Regions from separate parts of the Macaca mulatta genome. Here region 1 is linked to region 2. Evidence: chromatin contacts called from public Hi-C data. All regions are on one chromosome and are shown on one strand. The core of a region is the stretch at or near the end of the contact, and the rest is flanking DNA. Distances in the headings are between cores, read along the strand shown. Region 1 holds the start of FOXN3 (forkhead box N3). Region 2 has its middle 58 kb from the start of TRNAA-AGC.

The links. A called contact is a pair of places that touch in the nucleus more often than the background predicts.
Region 1: a Hi-C map of liver shows a contact between it and region 2, with 5 times the contacts expected there. The contact joins the promoter of FOXN3 here to the enhancer-like site in region 2. A contact is called at or near these places in 3 of 14 Hi-C or Micro-C datasets (fetal cortex germinal zone, fetal cortical plate and liver).

The regions. Positions count from the first base shown.
Region 1 is chr7:162,870,045-162,872,999 of T2T-MMU8v2.0, reverse strand. FOXN3 (forkhead box N3) reads left to right here and starts at 1,334. Exons shown (of 8, transcript XM_077941602.1): 1 at 1,334-1,471.
Region 2 is chr7:162,293,850-162,296,880 of T2T-MMU8v2.0, reverse strand. No RefSeq gene overlaps it. Among named protein-coding and RNA genes, the nearest start is that of TRNAA-AGC, 58 kb to the right of the region's middle. Within about 2 kb of position 1,385, at least 9 of the 40 cell types and tissues checked have an H3K27ac peak or open chromatin away from gene starts, as enhancers often do. A contact at or near this core is called in liver, where this site is marked.

The DNA of each region.
Region 1 (2,955 bases), core at 85-2,584, 580 kb before region 2:
ACAACCAGTTTTTTTTTGCGTGGATACAAGGCATCAGAGAAAGTGCCTTTGATGTTTAATTAATACTAAAAATCTTCCATTACACTTGTTTAGCTAAAATTGGAAAGGGGGAGGGCAAGAGTACTTTTCAAAGGGACTTTTTCTGCTTCAAAAATAGAAATCAGAAAGCACATATTTGATTTTCCTTATGGTGTAAACCACAGTGCCATTGTTATTAGCAGTTTTGCAGAATTGTGACCTTCAAACTTGGTGATACCAAAGACTGAAAAAAAGCTCCCAGTCTTGAAGCCTTTCAAGCAGGCTTTTCAAACTAAAGCACTTTTATTTTGAATTAAGGGCTAATAGAATTGTCCTCTTAAATGAGCACTTGCAAGATTAAAAGTTGCTTTCCAGGTGGGCTGCAGTAAATGAATGTGCCAAGAGGTTGCTGAAAGCTCTTTTAGGGGCAAACGAGAGGAATCTGATATGAGTTCATGTAACAAACACCCTTTCCCCTTTGTGAAAGAGAAACCTGGAATTTACAGTCTTCCTAATTGTACACGAGCTGATTTGTGTATACATCTAGGATCATAATTTACTTTCAGTTTACTGAATTTGTGAATTTTTGCATTTGTTTTAATTTGTAATTAAGTTTTCTCTATGAGGCACGCCATATGCCACCATTAATTCTTTCTCGTTGATTTCTTAGGAGATACATGAGTGCATATTTTGATGCAATTTTTGAGGTCTTTTGAAAATCAAATGACTACATGTTTAGCCATATGGGGCTTTGTTATTTAAAAGAGCATATTATAAAGTAAAAGAAAGCGAAATGCAAAAGGGTCTGTCAACAGGGGGAAAATATTGGGAAAAACAGTTTAAAACATTGTTTTAACCACACGCATTTTCAACCTTTTTTCTTTTTAGCGTTATATTTTTGAAATCTATCTTTATCGATCCCGTACCGCGTCTCACCGTCTGTGAACCGCCAATATCACCAGTGCACCGGGCAAACCTCTGTCTGCTAGGTACTGCCCTACGCTTATCCTGGGGCTGCAGATCCTAGCATCTGCCTTCTAAGAGTTCAGTTGGAGCCAATGTCTTTCTTTTGAACATCTTGTGCCAGGATTTGAAATTAAGCTCCAGTTCATCCGCACACCCCGCGGCCGCTTTCGCAAGGGGCCGAGGGGGTGGCGGCCTCGCCCGGGGACTCGCGGCGCTGGGAGCTGCCTGCCCTCGGTGCGGGCTGCAGACCGGGCCGCGAGGCGGGCGCGCGGCGCGCACTAGGACCCAGCAGGGCTCCAGGCCCGGGTGGGAGCCGCGCCGCCGACCCCGGGCGGGCGCCGGGCGCAGGAGCCGGGGTTCCGGCCGCGATCTGCTGCAGCTCGGCCGGGAGACGGCGCGACCCGGCGGCGGGGCCACCCGCGAGTCCAGCGTCGCCGCAGCCCCCCAATGCGGCCGCGAGAAGCAGCGGGGGGGCAGGCGATCGAAGGTAACGAAAATGGGGCTCATTTCCTGCCTCCTAATCTGCTCGGGTTTAGCATTGCCACGAGAAGCCCTCCGTGTTCAGGCTGCTGCATTTTGGGGCACCCTTTGATTTTTTTTTGTAGGTGTCCGCCCCCCTATTTCCACCTGGTTTCAGATTGATTTATAGCTTGCAGCCCAAATGGGAAAGATCCAGCCATGGCAAGTTGCTTATTTTCATTAGTTTTGTCTCAAAAGTAAGTTCATTAAAAAAAAAAAAAAGTTTCTTAGGAATGTGTGGATAGTCGCTTTTTAAATTAAAAAAAAATTGCAGACAAATAGATATTTATAAAAATAATCAAATAATTGATGCAATTCTGTTAATTACTTTTAGGGAAGCCCACTTCTGTGGGCTCCCCGGGCGTTACTTTTATTTTCAAGGAAGGAACGTGTTAAATGTGGAGTTTGTTTGGCTGGGCAGAGTTTACAGCATTGCTGTCGCAACTGTTTTGCTATCAATTATAAACAGTGTCAAATCTATGGGCAGTTTCAGCCTCTTTTCAATACTGTAACGGGTTATCCTGATATGACATCTATAGATGAGTTTCCACTGAGGGTAATAAGATTTCTCTTTTTGGAGAAACATTGTTTTGAGGGGAAAACCATGATTGCCGGCTGGGAAGGCTGAAGAGACTATTTTTCATGCTTTGTTTATACTCCCGGGATGACATTTGGGGAAGGGAAATGCAATCTTTCTCAGGAGCTTTTAATTGTGGGATTACAAATTTATTTAATTTATTAGTTTCAATTGGTTGGGCTCGGGGAGCCCTCTGTCACAGGCTGTGCTTAAGGTGACACATTTGCTAGCAGTTGGGACACATGATTGCAAATGTAAAATGTGCCTCACCCGAAAGGACTGGTCTGCTGGAAGCTCCCGTGTGGAGCTGTCGTAGGCAGGGTGCGACTGGCTCATTGAGGAAAAAGGGAATCGTTTTCCTTAGCTAAGGAAGACATCCTGTTATATTCCTTTTGTTCCCTGTTTTTCATTGATCGCCGGCTCTGCCTTGGAGAGGAGAGCAGCTCGGAGGGTGCAGAGCTCTGAAGGCTGCAAGAATGACTGGAGCCCACTTTAACTCTCACACTGATTGGTCAGTTAGATTGAGACTTAGGAAAACAGTCACCCAAAACCTTCTTTTAAAATCGTGCTGTAGTTTCACGTAGCCCTCTTGTGCACAGATTTCTGCAGGGTCGGTTTTTCATTCGGGTGCAGTTTGCTCGAGATACCTTTATGTTTAATTTTTTTGTTTCTATCCAGATAAAGTAGGCCATTTTGGTGACAAATTTCTTTGCAGACGTAAGCTACTAGCTTACACGTATAGATACAGCACTTTACAATACATTCTCAATGATTTCTGCTCATAAGTTGTAGAATGCCAAGTTGTTCAACTTAGAATAATGATTCCTAACTGGTTTTGGATCTGAGTCTTTAAAAAGGACCATCAGTAGATGGAT
Region 2 (3,031 bases), core at 136-2,635:
CTGGGTTTTTAGTACTTCCTGTACTTTAGTACTTCCTGCACCTTAGTACTTCCTGTGTCACTGTCCTGGAAGCATAGTTAGGTTCCTCCCCAAGGCCATTTGCCTCCCTACTATCCTGGAAGAAGCCTGCTAAAGAACTACAGAAAGAGACCCTCCCTTCTGCCCAGCTACAGGGCTCTGTGCTCCATAGCATCAACACTGCTGAGGAAAAAGCAGCTCCCAAAACTTTCCGTGTTGCAAATGTGTTTGGTGCAGTAAAAAGTCTGTGGCACTGACGCACTGTGCCATATTAAAGCCTGAAGCCAAAGGAAAAATAAAAATCAGTGATATTGAGCTTCTCTTTATTTAAAATCTGATTTTTTTTTACCATTAAAAAATATTGCATTAAACTATTATTTATCCTGGCTATTAAGCTTTTTGGCGTTCCCTTAAATTTTGCACCCAAGACTTCATTCTCCTCACCCTAATTCCCACCCTGGCCTGTGAGTTTGTATTTGCAGATATTGTGTCTGATTGATGATAGCTTTGGAGGGATATTTCCGGCAAAAGTTCAAACTTTATCTGTAGAGGAAAACAGGGTGGTTAGGATTTACCGAAGTAACGAGAAAGGAAAGTCACCCTCAGCCTCTAAAATACCCCGTTTCCGAGTGACTCTCTTGGCTGCCAATTGCCTTCTCCAAGTGAAAAAGAATAAACTAATTTCATACCTATTCAGTCCAATAAAGCTCATTGTCCTACCTCCACCTCCAGTGATAAGAGACAGGAACAGTTCATTTTCCATTGCTAAGCAACGGCAAAAACAGCGCCCGGTATCTGTGCCCGGACTCACCGGCTGATAGGGATCACTGTCTAAAGTTCTTGTTTGCATTTTGAAGTCAACAATAATTGCCGTTCTCTATTAGTGTTCATTAAGATGGTTTATGGCTGGACTAACTCCAATCTCCACTCAGCGGTTTGAATGCGTTGTCCTCCCAGGGAAAGAAATATTTGGCAATAAAAACCCTGTGCTGATTTCCTCCACTCATTTCCCCTTGCTGGGCTGGGAAACGATGGTCACCATCCGCAGTTCCCTGGCCCGGGAGAACAAGGCTCCTGTTGAAGGTTGTGGAAGAGAGGGGTGGAGAGGAAGCCTCTGCCCTGCTGGAGCTGGCTTCCTTCCACTCCACGCTGAAAGTAGGCCAGTGGAGCAGAAGTCTGCTGGGGCAAGTGAGCTCTTGCTGTTCACTGGGGCGGAGAGCACTACCCTATTTTCCCAACGCCAGCCCTCAAGTGTGGAAAGAACCTTCCCAGCCTCTTTCCACGGACTCAGCGCCAGGGAGAAGCACTGCCCTGGGACGTGATCGGCTCCTGCCTCCCTGGCCCGGGACTGGGTCAAACAGTGGCCTCAGTGTGATGGCAGAAAGTCCCAGGCAGCTTGAAAGGGCCGCCCTTGGATGCATTTCCCAGGTGTTGACTCACCCGCGGCGGCGAAAGGCTGCCAGCCCCGGCCAGGAGCAGGCCGGCACCTTGACGCAACCTCTCCGCATCCCCAACTCTGAAAATACAACCAGAAAGCAGCTTAAAGCAAGTCATAAGGATGTCGTTCTCCCTTTTAGACCCCATTCCAAGACACCCTTCCACGCTCGGCGCTTTTCAGAGCAAGCGTGGCCTGGCCGTCGTGGTCCTCTCCTCGCTGGAGCGAATTTTAAGGCCATCCTGGAAAACAAGCCTGCTGGCGCCCCCTAGTGTGCCCAGGGGTCAACGCCGTTCGAATTTGTGTCTCGGGGAGGCTGGGCCAGGCGAATGGGGTTGGAGAAACGGATCCAAGGGATCAGGGCAGGAAAGTTTAATTCCATGAGGTCTGGGGCAGGTAACAGAAAGTCACACTTACAATCCTGATTCTGTTTATGACTTAAGAAATTGCTGTTCTTGACTTCTTTCTCGTGCTTTCCTCTGACTCAAATCTCTCCTGCCTGGTTGCTGGGGAGCAACAGGATCTTGGTGCCACTATTACTGAGGGAAAGTGAAGAACAAGTAGTCAAAATACCTTAACCTCATTGAGAAGCTATAGAATGACCCTGTCTTGAGGTTGATATGTGCAGAAGCTTAATCATCGGAAACCAGGAAACTGTAAGTCCGAGATCATTTGCTTTGCTACTGTTGCTAAAATGTCTTCACCCTTCTGTTGAGTATGGAGACACCCTAGGGCAGTGATTCGCAAGCAACAGACAAACTGGAAGGTTAAGAAGGTCTGAACAGCAAGTTCCTTGTATCCTGGTAATTCTGCAGTTCTTTCTCTTTCCTTCTTCCTTTTCTCCGAAAAGCAAGGAAGACAGAGTTCGGGTAAATGTGGGGGAAAAAAATCTTTTGTCAGGATAAGCCAGGGCAGGATGGGTGCTGGAGTCTCATGGGGGTATTGAGAGCCGTGGAAACCTTTACAAGAATTTGCCGCCACCTGCCTAGGATAACTAGGAGGTCTGCCTACCTAAAAGCTTGGGTGCTTGACCAAATGGTCACTTAAAAAATCTTCCCAAGTGGCTGGGTGCGGCGGCTCATGCCTGTAATCCCAGCACTTTGGGAGGCGGAGGCGGGCAGATCACCTGAGGTCAGGAGTTCAAGACCAGCCTGACCAACATGGAGAAACCCCGTATCTACTAGAAATACAAAAATTAGCTGGGTGTGGTGGCGCACACCTGTAATCCCAGCTACTCAGGAGGCTGAGGCAGGAGAATCACTTGAACCCAGGAGGCAGAGGTTGCAGTGAGCCGAGATCATGCCACTGTACTCCAGCTTAGGTGATAGCATGAGATGAGACTCTGTCTCAAAAAAAAAAAAAAAAAAAAAAAAAAATCTTCCCAAGTTGATTATCTTGATTAAACAGTCAAGAATAGGGATAGCAAATAAGTTTCACATTCCATATCAACCTTAGTCAACCGAAAAGCCCAAAGCATAGTACTGAGAGTGTTCCTGAAAGTTCAGTTTGAGGCAAAGCATCTTGATTGATTTGTAATGTCTGCCATGAGCACACAACAGAGAGGTGGTGGCATGCATT